Regions from separate parts of the Zea mays genome. Here region 1 is linked to region 2. The links are chromatin contacts, called in public Hi-C maps. All regions are on one chromosome and are shown on one strand. The core of a region is the stretch at or near the end of the contact, and the rest is flanking DNA. Distances in the headings are between cores, read along the strand shown.

Region 1 (6,052 bases), core at 1,486-3,985, 450 kb before region 2:
CTAAACCATATGACCAATCAACCAAGTAAAAAAGAATTAAACCATATGACCAAGCAACCAATAGCCAACTATAATGTTTTTCACACTTAATTATTGCAGCTACACGCCTACACTTGACTTTAGGTGTACTACGTACATGATTTTTGTGATGATTTTTGAAACATTGCAACATGGTATTTTAGCTAACAAGGGTGCCATATAATTTCCCTACAATTGTATTAGTAATTCCAAACTGAAGAAAACTGGAATCTTATTCTTAATAAGAAACAAAAGCAACAACCACCCAAAAAGTTGTATCAGCTAGCAATCAAATCTAAAAGAAAAAAAAGGGTTTTAAGGAGATTGTATTAGGCTTAATGAACTGAATTAGTACTGCAATTTAACTTCACTCCTGCTAGAAACAACAAAATGATAAGTTATTACAGGGAAAACGTTAAGCTGAAGCATTACAGGTCATCTTCATCCTCCACATGTAAATTATTATTATCGATACACCGTACACGTATTATCGTAGACCATACCCGATGGGGGAAATTGACCAACTATGAATTTTGCAAACACTTTGAAAAGCACATGCCTTGTAAAGTTTATTGGGATTCTTGATAATTTTCAGCTGTAGCACATTGTACATATACGTGAAAAATTCGTGGTGGCAGTTTGTAATTTGTATTCAGGGTTTCTACCCTTCTTTTCTTCTTTAATATAATGATATACAACTCTCCTGCGTGTTCGAGAGAAAAAAAAAAACTAAATACCGTAATCGTACCTCAGATTTTTAGCTTGCGAGAGAGGCCTCGTCACCAATATTCCTGACAGGAACACTTTCCAGCTTTGAAATGGTGAAACCGGTGCATATCTCTGACAATTATCTCTCGATTCTCCACGGCTGACATATATTTGATAGCTAGATGACAATCCTCACATATCCGCAGGTTTTTAATTATCCTGATTGGAGTGGTGCACCCAGAAGTCATCATGAGTCCAAAGGCTACAGCCAGTTTTTCACCATGGTATCTTAATGCAAACTCCCTTTCCTCTTCTTCCAACTCATGCAACACTGAGTCAGTTTTAGGCACATAACCAACATCAGTAATCTTTTCGATCAGTTTCTCCAAATATTGGTAAATCTCTGAAGTTTTGGGGTGAGACTTCTCACCCATGCGAAACAAATGAGCAACACCAGCAATCTCAATCAAGCTATATCCTATTGGCTTCTTCAATCTTCTCTTAATCATTGTATCCCTCACCTTCTCAACATGGTTCATTTTACCAGACAAAGCATATAGATTAGAAAGCAGCACACGGTGAGATGGACTCTCAGGCTCGAGGGCGATCAATCGCTCAGCAACCTCCACTCCAAGATTGAAATCCTTGTGCATCTTGCATGCACCAAGCATAGCTGTCCAAACTTCAGGTCCAGGCTCTCCGGGTATCGAATCATGTATAAATCGCATCGCATCATCAAGAAGTCCTGCCCTTCCATACATATCAACCATAGAGCAATAGTGCTCAACACGAGGGACCAATCCGTAGACACTCTTCATTGAAGCAAAAGCATCCCGGCCCTCGCTTACCAATCCAGCATGTGCGCACGCAGACAGCACCGCAACAAAAGTGACATCATTGGGTGGTGGCCCTTGCTGTCTCATCAAATTGAATAGCTTGACTGCCTCGCCGCCATGTCCGTGCATGCCATATCCTGCAATCATGGAGGTCCACGTAACCACATTGCGTTCCTGGAGCATATTGAACCACTCACGAGCCTTGTTCACAAGCCCACACCTGGCATACATGTTCACAAGTGCAGCACCAAGAACCACATTCATCTCCATCCTCTCAGAAACAATGAGCTTGTCCACCTGACGTCCCAAGTCCAAAGCGCCAGCCTGCGCACAGGCAGAGAGCGTGGCCACAAACGTCGCGGAATCTGGAGCTTCCCCGGCCATTTGCATCTCCCTATACACCTCGATCGCCCTTCCAGCGAGCCCGTTCTGCTCGTACCCTGAAATCATCGCGTTCCAAGCGACTACGCTCTTGTCACGAATCGCGTCGAACAGCTTGCGCGCAACATCCAGCTGGCCGCACTTGGAATACAGCACGACGAGCGACGTCTGCACGAACCGGTTGGAGCCGAGCCCGAGGAGGACGGCGTGGGCGTGGATGCCCATACCAGCGCGGATCGCGGACAGGTCCGCGCAGGCCTTGGCGACGGAGGTGAATGCGAAGCTGGAGAAGGGGAGGGCGGCGGCGAGTAGGCAGCGGTAGAAGGCGAGGGCGGCGGCGGGGAGCCCGCGGCGCGCGGTGGCGCGCGTGAGGGAGCAGAAGAGAAAGGAGTCGGGTGCCGGGTGGGAGGCGGCGAGGAGGCGGGCGTAGGAGGCGGCGCCGGCCGCAACCGCGAGCGTGGCTAGCTTGGTGATGAGCGGCAAGGAATCGCCGTGGCCGGAGACGACGAGGCGCGCGTGGGCTTGCTTCAGAGGACCCAGGCGCGGGCCGGCGAGGAGGAGGGAGTTGTATTCCGGTGAGCGGCGGTGGGGATCCATACTGCAAACGGAAGGATCGAATCCGATGGATAAACTGGCTATTTTCTCTTGGCGGGCTTGAGGTCCAACGATTTTTTTTTGTTTGAATCTATATTTTCAACTTTCTAAATCTTTATTTTTAACTTTTAAAACCCACGATACAGAATAATTTTTATCTCCTTCACTCTAATGTTATTTAGTTCCTCCCTCACCCCGCGTCCTTGCCGTCCCCCTCTCCCTCTCTCGCACTCTCCCTCTCCCTCTCTGGCATTGCCGTCGCCAGCCCGTCTATGTAATCGTAGCATTAACATCGATAATATTTACTATTTATATCTTTACACTAGGTGAGTGCCCGTGCGTTGCAACGGAAACATATAATACCACAAAAAATTATGTATAAATGTATGTTATATATACGAGAAAAGATAGTTAAGATAAGCTAGCAGAAATTTGCATCCAATGTTATTGAGAAGTGTCTTACTTTTGGTTTTCATGAGCAACGACAGATTCTGATCAATGAAATGATTGGTAGTTGGCACAACTGATGAGAACGAACCGCTACATGTTTGTTTTCAACAATGATTCTCAGCTCACCTTTTTCTTTTAAAATCAGTAGTTGGCACAACCACTCTATAGCACAGCTCAAAGCACAGAAGCAGACGCCTAAGAAACACAACACCCGTCGGTACCAGCGCAGCGTGTTGCCTGCTGGTGACACAATGACGCGCAAGACATTATGGTGTCGACTACCACCTCCTTGGACATCTTCATGAACGGGTCCATGTTGTGGTGATACCAGCCATTTTGCCTCACTCCTATGAATGTTGCTCTCCAGGGCAGGTGAGTTCATCTTTAACTCACAACTTGCTGCACATCGTCGGACCAGTAGTCATCACGTCGCGCATGGCTAGGCCCTCATACTCCTCAACTGACTTGGTCGAGTGTTCGTCCATAGAGCCGACATCTATCTGCAAGTAGGGATGAAAACGGTCGGAAACGGTATTTATTCGGTAATCAGTTTTTTCATTGATTGCGAATAAATAGGATATAGAATATACAATACAAATTTGTATTCTTGTTTTTTACATCCGGCTTGTTAAGATTCATAAAAGGTAAACCTCAAATTCATCCTACATTTTTTCAAATAATAGATATAAACTTCGGTATGGATTCGGAAACAAATTCGGTAATTTTTTCAACCTTTTGTGTTGTAGGGAGCAAATAATACATAAAACAACTTATATAATATTTTATTCATATTTGTACTAATGTGCTTGATAACATAAGAAAAGATCAACATCAAATTTTATACATATCTATTTTAAAATATTAAATTTGTTCTAACAGTTCGGATTACCACTTTCATCCCTATCTGCAAGTACCATGTGACACGGAAGAACATTAGCTTTGCAGTGTTAGGAGGTGATGAAAAGATAAGGAAAACAAAAAACCAAATTGTTGAACACTGACATAAATCGCCCATACCTCGTGCATGTGCAGCATGTCTCTTTCTTCATCGTAGGTATTCTCCTGGACTGAGTTTTTTACACGCAACACATGAGTATATAAACAAAGAATTAGTAGTCTCACAGCATAAATATTTTCAGACGGTCCTATTACATAAATTTTTGTATTCAGAGAAAAACTTAACGTTCGATGCATGGGCTAGAGCCCCATATGCATAACAGTGAGAATTGGCGTGGAAAAAGCATACAACCTTAATCAGTAGAACTTGACCTTAATCAAGATTACATATAATCTAAAAGCCATTACATGCAAGTATTAATTCAAAATTAGATTCATTATCGCTGAACTGGAGATAAGGATTAGGTTCCCAATAATAATGTGGCATGTGCATACTTAAAAGTATTCTCTAAGAAGAACTGAAAAAATAGAGACAATGGGTATTCCAGTTGAATTTGCACATGAAAAACAACATCGTATGTCACTTTTACTTGAATCATTCAGGCCTTTAAGAGGATAATGCTAAAACTATCAGAAATCAGAAGCACACTCATGTAGTTCCTCCACATAAATTCGAACCAGTCACAATGTACAAGCTCTACTCCCATGTAGTGTTGAAAAGAACCAAACTGGTACTAAAACACCCCCAATGAAGTTTTTAAATAGACAAAAATAACAAACATGTGTGCCATTCTATTGTCCCAAAATTTTAACCAAATCATACATAGAGCAGAGTATCTTCAGTTATCAGTTGGTCTGTACTAACATGGGTGCCTATATTTGGGGGGCAACTCAAACAAACCACCTCAAATCAAAGCCCTGGTCCAACTAAATTTCAAGCGTTCAAAACAATTTTTTGCATCACGGGATTAGAAACACAAATTTGGTTATTTAAGTCATTCTTGGAATCAGTGGAGAGTCATCCACCTAAAACAATATTTACTAATCAGTCTAGATTTATCTCCAAGGAAATTGAAGATGTTCTTCCTGGGACACATCATTGTCTTTGTCAACAACTCATTAAAACTAACCTCACCAGCATAGACGAATAAAAACATATATAAGCATTCACCAAGCAACAACAAAGTAACATATACCTCAGAGGCCCAATCGATGACGGTCACGATGAGGCGGCACAACCCACACCAACGTAGGTGCCATGGAGGTCCTCGACCTGGACCATCTCGATGGTTTGCATTCAGCTTAACTGAAGAAATGGGCAAACAGTGAACATATAAGCCACTCATAAATTCAATGGCAAAATATTGATCAAGCTCGGCATCTCCAAGATATAACAAAAATAAAATGACAAAACAGAACGACATTGCATTAGTACACTCATGTTAAAAAATATAAAAAGATGCCTTGTGGATGCATGTACAATGAAATCTCGATCTCATTATATATAATTGTGTCATGGACCAGGCCTCTAATGCATGACTGCTTGTCTCGCTAATACAAATTACAGTCTCTGGAAAATTCTAATGTAGAAAAAAATACATAGGAAGCCTTTGTGGCTGCATATACAATTGGGCAACAGCTTGACTGAACAATACAATCTACAGACTTAGGGAGAAACATTTTCATTTACTACCAGGGGACAAGTCCTTGTTATAGATGGGCCCAAAAATGGTAGACCGTTATAATAGATGTAAAACATGCCACACTCTAGCTTTCTGAAAATACATGGAACAATTTTCATGCATAAGATAAAGGAATGTGAGATGGTTTTTCTTTTATCTGCATTAGTAGTCACAGGTTGTAGAAAACTTGAATTACATCTACAGAAAGGTGTGGTTCGAAACAGCAATGCTTGAAGCATTTTTTCACCAACTGGTCATGAACTAAGGATAGTTTTCTAAAAAAAGTTTTTAGTAAGGAAAGACATACCTATGGACGCTTTGGTAGCGCAAGTCATATTCTATTGCTCACCGAAGGGCCCTAGCAAATGCTTTGAAATATGTGAAGATTAGCTGTATGGAGCAAGATTAGCTTCAAAAGACATTTTTCCCAGGAAGCTTCAAAAGACAATATGGAGCGAGATTAGCTGTTTTGAAGATAATTTGAAT
Region 2 (5,647 bases), core at 1,926-4,425:
AACAAATTTTGCGTGTGTTTTGTTTTGCTGTTGATGTTTCGGTGTTGCTTACTTTCATGATTTTTGTATAATGTTTGTTTTGATGTATTATATTGTAATGTAAAGTATTGTATGGTACTATGCTTTTTGTTCCATGTATGATTTTGTTTTAGTTTATTTTTCTAGGTTCTTAAGGAATCAAGTGACGAGAAAAGAGAGCAAGCTAAAGAGATGATGAAGTACTAGGTATCACTTCCCCTGCTCCTTTGATTTTGGTTCGCATCATTGTAATGTCTATCATGATTTTGACTGTATGATTTGTTTTAGTTTTTTTCAAAGTTATATATTTTTTCATTTTGTCTTTGCTAGGTGGAGGAAAGCCTTTGCACCCTGAAGCTAAAAAAGTTGAAGTACCAAGTATCCACTTCGCTTGCAATGTACGCTATTTCGTGTGATGTATGATTTGTTTTGTGAGTTTTTGCTTCACCCTTTTTTTCTAGATTTGTGTCGGAGGTAGTAGGAGACGAGCTCCTCGTTGGTGGGCGATGGGCGGTCCACCAGCGGGGGCACAGGGCGGTGGAGGCTGGCAAGCGGCAGGGGCCGCAGGGCGGTGGTGGTCGCGGGTGGAGGCGAGCAAGGAGCGGGAGCGCTGCAGGCCGCCGGGGTGCTGGAGATTAGGGTTTTCATTTGTCGTGGGAGATGGGCCTCGTACAAATTGGCAGATGGGCCTTATATGGCGCATGTGTCTTTGTCTTCATGGTTTGCAAGTTAAAATTAGTACCACATTACCCACCGGTTGCTGTTTAAATCTGCTTATATGCCTACCTGTGCGCGTAGTAGTACTGTTGTGGTCACCGGATGCGTTGTGGGATGCATTTTTTTGGCTGAATAAGGAGCATGCACGGGGAACCTGTCAGAGACCGGGATCATACGCAGAGACAGGTTATGTGGGCCCTACCTATCAGAGACCGAACCGGCAGAACACAAAAAGACAGACTACTATTGCAGCCTTAATAAGTAGTATATATATATATATATATATATATATATATATATATATATATATATATATATATATATATATATATATATATATATATATATATAGTAAACGTCTTGTAGTACATATATATCGTCCTCTAGCTAGAGTCATCAAATGAACTATACTCGATCTTCTAGGTTTCTTGTTAATTTGCGAAGAATCACCTCTCTACAAAATAGCTTTTTTATTACTATATAAAAGTAAAAAGACACATAAGCTTAACATTGTTTACATGACCCGTACGATAGCAACACTCGGACATCTTTTCCTAGTATAATACATACATATATACCCGTACGATAGCATGTGCATTGTACGTACGTACGTGCTCGTCCTCTACACCCGCTGCATGCAGTTTTCTACTCCAAATAAACCATATACATGCATGATCGATCTCGAGTCCCTTCGATCAGCAACTTGGACGATGGAATTATTGACGAGCAGTTGCAGTACACGAGCAACTTTGGGAACAAGCATGAGCTTCTCCTTGGGATGCACCGTGAGTCCAAACACCTCCGTCATGTCAATGTCCTTCTCCTCCATGCCCATGGGCAGCTGCCAGTCGAAGCAGTACACGAGGTTTGCTAGCATGATCTCGACCGTAGCCATCCCAAAGTTGAGGCCAGGGCAAATCCTTCGTCCAGCTCCAAACGGCAACAAGTGGAAGTGGTTCCCCTTGATGTCGACGCCAGCAGCGCTGCCGCCGTCCATGAACCTCTCCGGCAGGAACTCCTCTGGCTTCTCCCACGAGCCCGGGTCTCTGCCAAGAGCCCACGCGTTGATGATGACCCGGGTGCCGGAGGGGACGTGGTAGCCATCGACGACGCAGTCCGCCAGGGACAGGTGAGGGACGAGGAGCGGGGCAGGTGGGTGCAGCCTCAGCGTCTCCTTCACCACGGCTCTCAGGAAGGGCATGTCGGATAGGTTCTCTTCCTCCACCGTTTCCTGCCCCTCCGGTGTGTGCCTCCGAACTTGAGCTTGTAGCTTGGCCATCTGCTGTGGGTTGCGCATCAGCTCGGCCATGGCGAGCTCTAGGACCAAGGATGACGTGTCAGTGCCCGCACCGAACATGTCCTGCGCAGGGTGATGCATGCCATTATTGTCATGTCATGCATCAAATATGGATTATATATATATATTTATCTACGTACCACCAAGATGGCCTTGAGATGATCTCTGGTCATGCCGTACTCTGTCTGAACCGAGAGCAACACGTCGGTGAAGTCACCACCACCGTCCACAGAGACAGAGCCCCTTCTTCCCTCGTGGTCGCTCAGTATGGTTTCGAGCAGCTCGTCCCATCTCCTGTGCGTCTCCTGGACCCGCCGCCTGTTGCGCAGAAACAACAACCTTCTGCTAAGGAAACCTAACGCCCTCGCCAGTCCCGGGAAGTAGTCTTCCAGGTTGAACCCTCCGAACAGATCAGAGTTGGCCTCCACCAGCTCCCGAAAGAGCTTGTTCCGGCCTTCCGCCCGGAAGAACTTGCCGGACACGGCGCGGCTGATGATATCGTTGGCGAACGTGTTCATGGCAAGGCTCATGTCCGTGGCCGTGCCCGCCACCGCCGCCTCCCGCACCTTGGCTACCACCAGGCGCACCTCCTCCTTGCGGGCGCAGCGGTACGAGTGCACTCTCTTGACGGTGAAGAGGTGCGCGGTGACCAGCTTTCTGGCCTGCCGCCAGTGCTCGCCGTAAGGGGAGAAGGCGATGTCGGAGGACCCGTACAGGATCTCGTCGCTGAGAGTGGACGTGGGCCGCGACGCGAACACGTGGTCGTGCGTGCGCGTGATCGCCTCCGCCGCCCGCGGCGATGACACGACGAGGGTGGGAACAGCGCCGAGACGGAGCAGCATCAGGCCGTCGTCGCCACCATGCTTGGCGGCGAGGTCACGGAGGGAGACGTGCGGGAGGTCGCTGACGAGGTGAAGGTGGCCGATGATGGGCAGCGCCGGGGGCGAAGGCGGCAGGAGCTGTCCTCCCTGCTTGGCCGATCTGCTGCTGCGACGACGGCGGCGAATTGATGAGCCGTGGTAAAGCAGGAGCAGAAGGAGAGGGACGGCGACGGCGAGCAATTGTGCGAGAAGGAACGTCGGTGAAGAGATGAGATGGTATGCCATCGTCAGGTCCAGCTCCAGGTGACAAGAAAGAACCCTGCTGCTGACTGCTGTTACGGAACCTCGTTTGTCTGCTTTATATAGAAATAGAACTAGACATATGTTCTACCTTGTGGAAATTTGGGTGACTAGCAGACGACAAACAACAGAGTCATCCTTATCTCTGTCTCGCACGTCTTTGTTTTACACGTAATAATGACTCTGGTGGCCCTTTGCATTGTCCTCGATCGGGGATCGAGATGGATGATCTCATGCCTCTAGCTAGCTACAAACACAGATTTCCCATAAATTATCTCTTGGCTTCACCACTGTTGGACACCAAAATGAGTGGCCGGGGCCGGACGGTCCGCGGTCCGGATAGTCCGCGTCTATGGGCCAGACGGTCCGCGCAAGCGCAAAACAGATTAGGGTTCCGAGTTTTGTGCTACGGTTGTTAGCTAGATTTGCGGGATTCACTCGGAAATCAGTTTGTAAAGGGTCCAGCCCCCCTCTTCTATAAATAGAGAGTTATACGGTCGATTTGTATTTATCAATCGAATCAATAACACTTCTATTTCACATTTATTTTCTATGAGTAGTTCTAGTTTAGCCTTTCGATCCCCAAATTCTTCGCTTCTCTTTGACTCTAGGTCGATTAGAGGAGTCTAGGTCGGCCTGCCCGAGCCTAGACAACTCCTAGGATCTCTCCTCCCTGACGGGGTCCCTCCCGGGAGCGAGATCCAGGCGCCGCCAGTGATCTTCCGTCGCCCCTGCGCACGCGCGGACCGTCCGGCCCTAGGGCGCGGACCGTCCGGCCGTCAGGCGGGAACCCTAGCCTCGCACCAGGCCACGGACCGTCTGGCCCCTGCGCGCGGACTGTCCACTCCTCTGTAGACAGCACCGCCACTGGTTCGTGTTGAGTGTTTGGCACCCTAAAAAGGTGTCAACATACTTTTTGGCGACTCCGCTGGGGACAACACATCTAGACCCATCAAATCGGCCCTCAATGGCCGGTTCAAGGGATAGCTCTGAAGTCTCCCCCAGCAACATTATAGAGCCGACTTGGGAAACCTTGTCGGCCGACGAACAGCTCCAGATCGAGGAGCACAAGGAGCAGCTGATACAGGAGGCAAAAGCAAAGTTCTTGGCCAACTTCAAAGTGGATAGGAACAACAAGGTCGTCCGACAACGGGCGACGGATCCGGCTTCATTTCGACCCACACCAGATATCCCCAATGTAAGTAATACAAACGAGCTGCAATCTCTTAAGAATTATGTAGATGAACAGCGAGAACAAATGCAAAATATCATAGGGGGTATGCAAAACGACTATAGGAGACTAGTACGTGCATTTGATAAATCAAGTATCGCAAATTTTCCTTCGCACGAGGTTGAATTAGGAGGTAACACACGTAATACATTGGCTATAGGTTGTCACGACCAGTCACAACCCCTATATGGGATGCCGATGGACACATACCCTGAGCAATCGCAAATCGGCAGTAAATCAGCCGATCTGCACATGCCCGGACCGTCCGCACGTGAGCGCGGACCGTCCGGGCCAGCAACAATCGAGCCTATTTTTAATGAGTTACCCAGACATGCACCCGAGCCACCACATTTGGCACAGAATCTAAACTACCCAGTCAGACGGTCCGCGTACAACGACGAACGGTCCGCATATAATCACGGACGGTCCAGGTACATGTCCGGACAGTCCGCGCATGAGTCTTTTGAGAAAGATTGTTACCTGAATCCTCACTCGTCCCAGCAACACTTCCCATCACACTATGCAATGCATCAGCCCATTAATTCCAAATCCAGAGCCCAGGAAAGCTTTCCGACCCCACCTAGAAGGCCGGAAAGGAACGATCAAACCTATGAGCCATATAGGGCGAATGGCAATGCACCACGTAGCTCAAACCAATGGGGGGAAAGACAACATGCTAATGTCCAGCCAACCCCACCTATGTTTGACCAGAGAGCCGGTGGTCTCGCACCGGCTGCCATTGATATAGTGAGGGAGGAAATAGCCGGGGCGTTCCGAGATAAGCTCGGAGTAAGCATGGTCCCAGGGGGGCAATCGTATCGGAAACCTTATGACAGCCGATTTGATCATCACCCATACCCACAAGGAACCAGGATACCCGAATTCGCAAATTTTTCGGGTGACCAAGGAAAAAACACGCACGAACACATAGGCCAGTTTTTAACACAATTAGGAGAATTGGCCGACACAGAAGCATTTCACGTACGTTTATTTTCATTGTCTTTAACAGGAACCGCGTTTGTATGGTACGCCACTTTACCTCCTAATTCTATTTTGTCATGGGGGGATTTAGAACAAAAGTTCCATGATTACTTTTTCTCCGGCGACTATGAGTTAGATTTAGTAGATTTAGTGGCCTTACGACAAGCAAAAGATGAATCGGTTAATGATTACATCCAGAGATTCCGGGATACAAGAAACCGATGCTTCCAAATTCACTTAGCAGAAAAACAACTAGCGGGATTAGCCTTTAATGGTTTGTGA

What was found. A called contact is a pair of places that touch in the nucleus more often than the background predicts.
Region 1: a contact with region 2 is called in a Hi-C map of leaf, with 4 times the contacts expected there. The contact joins the promoter of LOC103628932 here to the promoter of LOC100279973 in region 2. A contact is called at or near these places in 2 of 25 Hi-C or Micro-C datasets (leaf and leaf mesophyll).

The regions. Positions count from the first base shown.
Region 1 is chr6:6,524,156-6,530,207 of Zm-B73-REFERENCE-NAM-5.0, reverse strand. It overlaps LOC103628932 (pentatricopeptide repeat-containing protein At2g33760), which reads right to left and starts at 2,735. Exons shown (of 5, transcript XM_035959861.1): 1 at 1,783-2,735; 2 at 767-1,699. The coding sequence starts at 2,540. The coding sequence ends at 1,621.
Region 2 is chr6:6,079,779-6,085,425 of Zm-B73-REFERENCE-NAM-5.0, reverse strand. LOC100279973 reads right to left here and starts at 3,175. Exons shown (of 2, transcript NM_001152921.1): 1 at 2,173-3,175; 2 at 1,189-2,095. The coding sequence starts at 3,138. The coding sequence ends at 1,358.